2 separate regions of the Oryctolagus cuniculus genome follow, and region 2 is linked to region 1. Evidence: chromatin contacts called from public Micro-C data. All regions are on one chromosome and are shown on one strand. Each heading gives the region's core, a stretch centred on a gene start, on an enhancer-like site or on the middle of the called end of the contact. The rest is flanking DNA. Distances are from core to core; before and after follow the strand shown. Region 1 holds the start of KLF13 (KLF transcription factor 13). Region 2 overlaps OTUD7A (OTU deubiquitinase 7A).

Region 1 (4,777 bases), core at 1,218-3,717:
CGACTGAGAGTGGAGGAGTGCGCCAGCCGACCAGAAAGATGTCCCCTGGCCGAGGCCCCGCCCACGGCGGTTCTCGGGCCGATACTCCGGTCCGGCCGGAGGGCGGCCTGCAGCGGCGGGGCTCCTCAGACACCGGCGTCCCCGCCCAGTTCGAGCCTCGCCGGCCACAGGCAGACCTCGCCCCGCAGCCACTCCCCAAGCTCTGCCCCTCCCGGGTCCTCCATGCCGCCCCTCCCCCACAGCCGCACCCACCCTCGCCGCCGCTCACCCCAGCTGAACCCTTACCCTAATCCCACCGGCAACTGGGCCCACGCTGCGGTAACTCTGACCCGCGTCCCCCTCAACCTCCGCACCTGCCACGTGGCTGGGGGCTCCGCACCTGCAGAGCCCGGCCTGCTGGGCTCCGAATGTGCGGGGAGCAAGGGGCCCTCTCTGCTAGGGTTTGGAAGGTGCACTTTACCCGTTTCGATCGGGCTGTGCACTATTTCACGGAGGAAAAGGCACAGCCCTTGAAAACAAAGTCACGGCATGAAAAGCCAAGTTTTGTACCTGCCAGGGAGATGGAGAACTTAAGTGTCGCCAAGGATCGCACGTGAGCTCTAGGGAACCACGTTAATTATGTAAACCAGAACCGGGATGGGTAGTTGCCATCCGTCCAACGTTTGCATTTTTGCGTTAAATTCAAAGAAAATAGAAAAAACACACCCAGAGATTAATCAACTACAAACCACCGGGTCGGCGACGGGACGTGCCGTCGCGGGCCACCCTCGCGCAGGTGCTGCCTGCCCGCATCCGGCCTCGGGCAGGTGAGAGCGGGGGCCGCCCGCCCCGCAGCCCCTCGGGCCGGGCGCGGCCCCGCCGGCCGGATGGGCGGGGGCGCCCACAAAGAACCGCGGGCGGGGAGCAGGGACCCGGGACCGCCCCCCGCGTCGGCTAGTGCGGCCGCCGGCTCCGGTTACGACAAATTAAACCTTAGAGCGCTGGAAAAATTACAGGAAGAGGAGAGCGAAGAATGTGCCGAGTGGCCGAAGAGAGCCCTGTCCCGGAGTGAACTTCGCCCGCCGCGCACCTCCCCCCCCCCACACCCCGAGAGCGCGCCCGGCCGGCCGGACACCCGCTGGGAGCCCCCAGCCCCGCGCCCGGGCCGCCCCCGCCGCGAGCGGCGCGCGCGCACCTGCCCGCGCCGCCCCCCGGCCTGGGCGGGGTCCCCGCTCCGGCCCGGATGACGACATCCACCCCCGCGGCCCCGCCCCAGCGCGCCCGGGGAGGGGGCGTGCCCGGCGGGGGCGCGGTCGCCGGGCGGGCGCCGGCTCCGAGGGCCCGGGGCCGCCTCGCGCCGCGCGAGCTCGGGGCGCGGCCCTGGCCGCCCCGGGGGGCGTGGCCCCCAGCCCGCGCGCTCGGGGGGCCCGGGCCGCCCACTGACCTGTGTGAGTTCTCAGGTGCGCCTTGAGGTGCGAGGATTTCCCGTAAACTTTCTCGCAGCCCGCGTAGTGGCACTTGTGCTTCCTCTGCGGGGACTCGAGGTCGGCGCGGCTCCGGCCCCGCCGGCCCCTTTGTCTGAGGCCGGGCTCGCCGCTCCCCGCGGGCGCCGGCTCCCGCTCGGGCTCGCTCCACGCGGGGCTGGGGGGCGCGGCCGCGGCGCCCTCGCCGCCGGGGGAGGCGGGCGGCAGGCGGCACGGGGTCCTCGCCTTTCGGGCCGCGGCCCCCTCTCTGCGCTCCGCCGCGGCGGGTGCCGGCGCCTGCTGGTTGAGGTCCGCTAGGATCCGCGCCACCACGAACAGCGAGGCGCTGTCCTTGCCGTCGCGGCGCTCGTCGGCGCGGGGCATCGCGGGGGCGGCGGCGGCGGCGGCGGCGGCCGCACCCTCGGGCCGGGGCTCCGGCGCCTCCCGCGGCCCGTGCACGACCGCGCGGCTGGACATGGACACGAGGCACTCGGCGGCGAAGTGGTCCACATAAGCGGCGGCTGCCATGCTGCGGGCTCCAGTGCTGGTCGCTGCGAGTCGTCAGCCGCGCATCCGCACCCACGGCCTCCGGAGAGCGGGCGGGGGGCGGGGGCGCGGCGCGCCCTCTCCTCGGCTGGGCTGGGCTAGGCTGGGCGCGCAGCCGCCTCTGTCTGCCGTCACCCGCGCGGCTCCGCGTCCGCCCGGCCGGCCACCGAGGCGTGAGCGCATGGGGGGGCGCGGGCCAGGGGGCTCCGCGCGGCCTCGGGGGCGGCCTGTCCTAAGGATGCCGAGCGGCGACGTCAGGGACGCCCGCGTCAAGCCGCGGCCGCAGCCTCGCCGCGCATTGTGGCAGGCGGGACAGCCGCCGTGCGCGCCGCGGCTCGGTGTGGGCGGCCCGGCCCCGAGGGTGGGCGGGGCCGGGGCCACATCTGGACCCGACGTCAGCCCCCAGCCACATCCTGGCGGCGCAGGTTACGGGCGGCGGCGGCCGCGGGGAGCAGCGCGCGGAGGGGGCGGGGATCCCGGAGCGCGCACCGGCCGCACGGAGCGGTCGCGCGCCCGCCCCTGGGAAGGGGCGTGGCCTGGGGGCAGGCGCGAGTGCCATTGGCCCGTGCGCACTCGGCCCGGCCAATCCGGGCCGCCGGAGGGGCGTCCCCCGCCGCGGGGCCTGCGCGCCCCCAGTGGGCGTGCCCCCTCGTTGGAACGGGGGCGGCGGCGAGCCGGCGCGGGGCGCGCTGACGCACGACGTCCCAGGGCGGCGGGCCGGGTGCACCCGCTCGGGGCCGCTCCCCGGCTCGGGGACTCCGGCAGGCGCGTCCCAGCCTGAGCTTTTGTGCGTCGACAGCCTCGCTTGAGCCCCGCGTGGCTGGCTAGCGCTCTGAAGGGCGCCCTTTTGTCTGTCCAGCCCCGCCGGCGAGGGGGCGGCTCGCCTCTGGCAGCGGCGCGAACTCCGCTCGCCCCTCCACGCCCTCTCCCAGCTGAGCCCCGGCTTCGGGGCGACCCTGGGCCTGCGGGAGTGGACGGCGTGCCGGGGCGGCGGGGACCGCGGAGCCCTCTCCTCCCCGCCCCCGCCCCCGCCCCCGCCCCCGGCCCGCTGCCAACTTCCCTGGGCTGCCCCTTCCCGCCGCGGTCGGGGCGGCTTCAGACGCCACCAGCTGCGAGGACCCCGCCCGCCGCGCCGCACCGCACCCGCCCACTGTCTGGGCCTCGCTGGGCAGCGCCCCGCCCGCGGCCTCCCGGGCTGGGCAGGGCCGGGCCGACTCGCCCCTGACGCTCGCCGGCGCCCCCCGCTCGCCTTCACCGGAGAGAACCCGGTTCCCACCGCCTCGGAGCCGCTTGTGCCTGCCTCCCCGTGCGCTCCGGAGCAGCCCGGGCTCCTTGCGCGTGTGGCACTTTTTGGCGAGTCCTTCCTGGAGCCCTGGGGGACGGGGCCATGCGAGGCAGTGGGCAGGGGCGCACTCGTCCTGTCCCCAAAGCGACGGTCGAGTCCGAGCTCCCTCCGAGTTAATTAGAGTCCCGAGTAGGAAAGACTAAGCTCTCCAGGTAGCTGAGGAGGAAGGCAGCCATTCAGCGATGCATGATGCCGTCAACTGTGAACTTGCGCCGACTAATGCGCGCCTTGGCGATCTGTGACCGGAACCCTCAAATTCCCTCGGCCGCACCGGGTCGCTGCCCTGTGCTGTTACGGCCCCTCATCCTCTCCTGCCCGCTGCAGCCGGCACACGCGAGAGCGGGTCTCCCAAGAGAGTGCATTGTTCAGGCTGGTAGGGCCAGATTAAAGCAGACGCGCGGGGGCAGGGGTCTCCCCATTGCCACGCCCCATGCAAGGGTTCTCCATGAGTGTGGCCTCCCAGATGGTTTCGGCTGTGCGGCGTGGCACGCTTAGATACAAAACACAGCCTCTTGGCTGTTTTCCCAATAATCCCCCCTCATTGAGCATTTGATAATTCTCATGGAATTTGCTGACTGGGGCATCAGACCAGCAACCTGTGTCCCAAACCCACAAGGAGGTATCTTCTCGAGTTCTCTTGCCCCGAGATCTCACCATGGCTGTGGGTGTATATGTTTCTCACTTAGGCGAAATTTAACAGAGGTGACTCGTGTATATTAGGGTGCGAGTAGTATCTCATTTCAGATGGAGGAAATGGAATTAAAGAGTAGGGAAAGCAGGCAAGAACAGTTGGGCCAGGATGTGTGTGGGGAATGAAGAGACAGGAGCTGTGACTTCTGGGTGAAGGTGATAGAAGGGATACTAGATGTTCATTTAACTTCCCCCTGGATCCTCCAGAGAGTATTTGCAAAGGCCAGCAGCCGCAAGGGCGGGGAGAGCGCGAGGAAGTTCCCAGCAATACTTTATGAACCTGAGATGCGTAGCCGAGTTGAGAAAATGTGATAGTTCGCTAGAAGGTTCATGAACGGACGGGTAGCCCTGGGAGCCACTGCACGTGGGAGTGACGCAGTGCTGAGGTCAGAGGGCTGGCTAAAGTCTGCTTGGGGAGCCCAGGTCCCTGACAGTGCCTTCCCCACCCTAACAAAAGGCTGGATGTTATCTGAAGAAGCTACAGGGTGGTGTCCTGGGACTGTTACGGGCGGAGGTCCCACATCCATGGAATCCCAGGCCAAGGGGAAACATGTGCGTTTGTCCAGCCAGCCACCCAGCAGGGAAGGCCATGGTCATGGTTATGCTGCCACTCATATGCACAGAACTTTAACCACTTTAACCGGTCTCAGTCCCTCCCAGACAAACATGAGCAGGCAGCCAGGGCTGACCTGGCAACTCAGGAAAGCCTGCGTCATGAAATACAAGGCCACGGTAGATTTTTAAAAAGCAAGTT
Region 2 (4,998 bases), core at 2,478-4,977, 130 kb before region 1:
CAGCTGTGTAAAGCCAACTGATCAGCCACTCACAGTCATCCTTCGTCCATATCAGTTTGTTCATTCCTAGCTTTCCCCTCGATTCCCTTACAGATCTGTTCTCTCTGCTGAAATCAAACATCAGATCCTGTGAGGCATCACCTTCCCTGTCAGCCTCGGTAACACGCCAGTCAGGTGTGCTAGATTCCCCATCCGACGGCCTCAACACCTGTGTCATATGGTCTCTCGTACATGTGCTGGCCTTTCCGTGTCTTCGTAAGCCTCACTGTTTTGTCTTGTTGGAAGCCGAACGTCTTCAGCAGGACGAGAAAGGCTGAGTGAATCGCCTTTCCTTCCGCGAGTCTTCGTGTCCAGGTTTGAATCAGGACAGCTAGGGGAGCTCCCCTTCCTCCCACAGTCCAGGACTCCGCGCCTGCCTGAGACAGACACTCATTAGAATGACAGACATTGCCCTGGCCCCCACCCCCACCCCCAGCAGAGATAGGACAGAAAAATCTGTGGAGGAGCCTTCTCGGAATTCTTGCCAGTCTTTTGTGAGCGCGAGAATGGGTCCTGTGGTGAGGAGCCTGCAGGTGCACACAAGTTTGCTTTGTATCCTCACCCCTCAGGGTTCCGTGTTATTTCACCAGTACACTCCTAGCAATTTAACAACTTTAGTTGAATTCTTCCTACTGGGGTCCAGCTGAGTCCCCGCCTGAGCTCACAGCCACCTCTCCGGGGCACCGGTTCTTCCTTAGATCTGGGGCTTAGCTGGTCCCCCTGCGACTTCAGCTGTCTGTGCCTAGAGACAGGCTGTGTGTTTGTGCTTCCTCTGACTTGCTGTTGTTGGAATACACAATACTCTCCCAAACAGAAATCAGATGTCTCCATTCTTTTTTGGAAAACAAGTATCTAAAATGTCCAGCCTGGTCTGAGGGGATGTCTCCGTGTTTCCAGGCTAAGAGACGGAAGAGAGTCCTGTCAAAAACAAAACAAATTTTAAAACCCTCTCCAAGCTGATTTTGAAATGCACCTGCTATTGCGGACATCCGCCACCAGGGGGCAGCCCGCCGCGTGGCTACGCCTCTGCAGAAAGAGTTTCCAACAGAAAGGTCAATGTGTACGTTGAAAGAGACCGAGGCCTCCGAGGACACTCCGGGCCCTGCGGCCCCAGCCCTCTGTGGAGGCGGGTCCCCAGAGCGCCGGCACCTGCCTTTACCCGCTGGGTCATTTCAGGCGCGCGGCTCGGGTACTACCAGGTGTTTTCCAACCACCCACCAGCAGGGGGCAGAAGGCAGCAGTTCCAGCCCAGCAGGTGGGGACCAGAATTCCCAGGAGCCCTGTGGGAGAAAGAGGAGAGTGACTGGGGTGGGTGTGAAGCTGTGCAGGTTTCAGTGGTTTCTCCGAAACAAATAAGCCCAAATCGCAGCGCTTCACACACAAGCTGAGTTCCCACGCAAATCATCTGGAACGGGGTGCTGATTGGCAGGCGGCTCTTCTCCCAGGGAGCGCCACCGCCCTCCAAGGCGAAGGAGGGGGCAGAGGGCGCCCTGCTGCTAACCGCATCCCCCAGCATCGCCTCTGCCCGGGGGCGCCTGCCCCCTCCCGCACGTAGCAGCTCTACCCTGGGCCCGGCCTGGACAGCCCGAACCACAGAGCCCCAGGGCACCTGCAGCAACCGCTAAAAGATTGTTCTAGGACAGTCTTTTCCAAGTTTGCCTGATTTTTAAGAACCGTGGCGGGGATTGGGGGGGGGGGGGGTCCTTGTCCTGGACGTCCTAGTTTGGCTCGTCTGTGCGTGGGCACCTGGACCTCCGCTACTTTCACAAGGCCAGAGGTCGGTGCTGGGGGGTGGGGAGCCGGGCTTCTCCTCGCTGTTGGCCAGGACGTGGCCGAGGCCCTGCCTCTGAGCGAGCCCTGTGACTGCGGTGGGCGGAGCTCGCCCCCAGTGGGAGCGCCTGCTCGCCCTGGCTGAGCCGCGAAGCGGGGGGCCACTAGGCTCGCGTTTTCTCTCTGGCAGTACTCGAGGGCAGCGCCGGGTCGGGTCTGGTCAGCGCCCCTGGCGTTCAGGCCTCCATGCGGTGCGGAGCGGCTGGAGAAGGCTGTGGTGCACTCACAGGGTCCACGGGGTGCCGTCTCCCGCCCCTTCCCGCCGCTCATCCTGGAGAACACCCCTGCAGGAGGTGGCTGCGCCCAGGTGGAGCCCTAGCCCCCTCTCCATACTCCCCTGCACCTCCAGGAAGACCTCCTACCTGCCCTTCGCCTCTCCTCCTCCCCGGGCTCACCTCTCCCTGACACCGGGGCTTTCCCACCTGCTTAAGTGGACCCAGCCCAGATGAGCTCCCCTCCCCACCCCGGGAAGAGGCTGGGCTGCTCCATGGGTCCCAGGCACTGACACAGACATGTGTCCCCAAGTCATGAACCAGTAGAGGTCAGCAGATGGGCCCAGCCCCAGGCCATCTGCAAGGAGGCCACGCCCCACATGTCTCAGCCTACAGGGTCCTTCCTCAGCAACCCCAGGAGCAGCAATAGCGTCTTCCCATCCCAGTGCCCAGTGGGGACCTGCCATGGGCTGCCTCCAGCCGCCCCTCAACACCTGCAAAAAACCGCAGAGCTTCTGGGGGGGCCGCTGCTGCTTCTACTCTTCCTGTGGCACCGATGCGCCTGTAGGCGTCCATGGGGTTGACTCAGCACGGAGACCCCCTGGTCCTCCCTGGGGAGTGCCAGGGCTCCCGGGCCTGGGCCTAGGAGCTGCCTGGCACCCCATCTCCTCTGTTGCAGCCGTGATCCCCCTGACGGATTCCGAGCACAAGCTGCTGCCGCTGCACTTCGCAGTGGACCCGGGGAAGGACTGGGAGTGGGGGAAAGACGACAAGGACAACGCCCGGCTGGCCCAGTAAGACCCCGCCCCCCCTCCTCACCCCATGGGCTGGGCTCCCCCGGGGACAGACGGCAAGCGCATGGGCAGCCCGCTCACTGGGTATGTGTTCTCTCACCAGCCTCATCCTGTCTCTAGAAGCCAAGCTGAGCCTCCTGCACAGCTACATGAATGTGACGTGGATCCGGATCCCCTCTGAGACCCGGGTGAGCCCTGCCAGGCCGCTCGCCTCCAGGGGCGCCTGCAGCCCGGCAGTCCCCACCCCCGTGCCCAGCCTGGAGCGCGAATGCATGCGGGCAGAGCATGCATCTCAGGGAGGGGTGTGTGTGTGTGTGTGTGTGTGCGCGCACACGTGTGCACGTGTCCCCTTATTTTCTGCAGGAGAGGCATAAACACGCCCACTCAGAAAACAAACCGTAGGCAAGTCACAACACAAAGCTATCTCTGCTGGGATCAGAACACAACGTGCAGCCGCAGAGCAGATTAATTACCAGCTGTGTGTGGGTCCTTGGAAAAGCCGAGCAGCGCGCTGGGAGGCAGAGCTGGCTGGGTTGGGGGACGGCAGAAGGGGCTGCCAGGGCTCCAAGAGGCTGACCGATGTTTGTGTAATCTCAGTGGTCCACTCCCAGGGCAAGGGATTTGTAAAAACAGCTTGCAAATAACTGGCCCTGCCCAGACACCAGTGTACTTGGGCGTGAACTGGGGCTCCTAAGGAGGCCTTGCAAGTACCTGGCACGGAGCCAGCACCTGGGTGCTGCTGGGTGGTGCTCAGAGCAGGCTCCACTTCCGCTCTACCTGCACTGTTCACAGGGCTGCCGCAGGCTGCCGCCGCCGCCCCATTTAACAGAGGGCACGAGCCAGTCACCCACCCACAGATGGGATCACCGCCCACAGATGGTGATGAGGCCTAGGCGGTCCCACGCACCCTGCCTTCTGGGTGACTCAGCTCCAAGAGTCAACCCTCTCTTGCACCTGCTTGAGGGTGGGAGGCAATGAGCCTTCTCCCAGGCTCCTCTTCAGCAGCCCTAGAGAGCCAGCTCAGACAGGACCCTTTGCCACGGCACCCATCACCCAGTGATGCTAGTTCAAATCCTCTGCTCCCCTGGGATGGTCTCTCCACGGAGCAGCAGTAGGTGCTACCTGCACCCTCCACAAACCCTCAGATCCTGGTCTGGCCCCCGGCCCCTTCCCTCCGGCCATGCCCTCCTGGCTGCCTGAGCAGGGTCAGGGGGTCTCACCCCCAGTGTCCACCCCCACAGGAGGCCAAGTCTGACAATGGCAGCATCTTTTCTACCCAGACCTACCCCAGAGTCCTTCTCCAACTGCCACCTCACATGGCCACACTCAGAAAGGAACCCCTAAAACAACTTGCCATGGCTGAATCCCAGTGGTGTGTGATCCAAGAAATGGGGTTCTGAGGGCCAGAGTTCTATATCCTCCTGCCCGGCGGGAGGGAGACCATCTTTGTAGGAGAAACCTTTTGTGCAGGTGAGACGCCATCCCCACCTGGAGGCCTTGAACTTTATAAACAGAGGCCAGCAAGGGGAGGGGGAGGCTTCCGTGTGGTCAAGCAGGCATTGTGGCCAGGCGCGGGAATTCTCCAGTGTGCCAGGTTGTGAGGCTCAAAGCCAGGGGCCTTATCTTACCCTACCCGCAGTCCCGACTCAGCGTTCCAGGAGAGGCAGTGAGCCCCGGCCACATGGCCAGATGGCACGCGCAGGTGGGGCGGTTCCCAGAGCCTTCTGCAAACGCCGGCAAACCTGTCTGTCCATTACACCTGCAGGGCAGCCCCCCCACTCCCCATAAGCACCCCGTATACCAGGGGCCTCGCGTCAGCCTCACATAGCACAGGGCAGGCCAGCCGTCCTAACCCTAACTCGCCTTCTCTGCCCGCAGGCGCCCCTGGCGCAGCCAGAGTCCCCGACGGCCTCGGCGGGCGAGGATGTGCAGTCCCTGGCCGACTCGCTGGACTCGGACCGCGACTCGGTGTGCAGCAGCTCCAACAGCAATAACGGCAAGAACGGTAAGGACAAGGACAAGGAGAAGCAGCGCAAGGACAAGGACAAGACGCGCGCGGACTCCGTGGCCAACAAGCTGGGCAGCTTCAGCAAGACGCTGGGCAGCAAACTCAAGAAGAACAT

The links. Hi-C and Micro-C count contacts between places; a contact is called where the count stands out from the background.
Region 2: a Micro-C map of ear pinna shows a contact between it and region 1, with 4 times the contacts expected there. The contact joins the enhancer-like site here to the promoter of KLF13 in region 1. A contact is called at or near these places in 2 of 6 Hi-C or Micro-C datasets (ear pinna and an unstated tissue).

What each region holds. Positions count from the first base shown.
Region 1 is chr12:12,329,581-12,334,357 of mOryCun1.1, reverse strand. It overlaps KLF13 (KLF transcription factor 13), which reads right to left and starts at 2,467. Exons shown (of 2, transcript XM_051822252.2): 1 at 1,424-2,467. The coding sequence starts at 1,970.
Region 2 is chr12:12,456,285-12,461,282 of mOryCun1.1, reverse strand. It overlaps OTUD7A (OTU deubiquitinase 7A), which reads left to right. Exons shown (of 10, transcript XM_070053542.1): 8 at 2,761-2,875; 9 at 2,979-3,063; 10 at 4,754-4,998. Among named protein-coding and RNA genes, the nearest start is that of KLF13, 130 kb to the right of the region's middle. Within about 2 kb of position 3,727, at least 2 of the 8 cell types and tissues checked have an H3K27ac peak or open chromatin away from gene starts, as enhancers often do. A contact at or near this core is called in ear pinna, where this site is marked.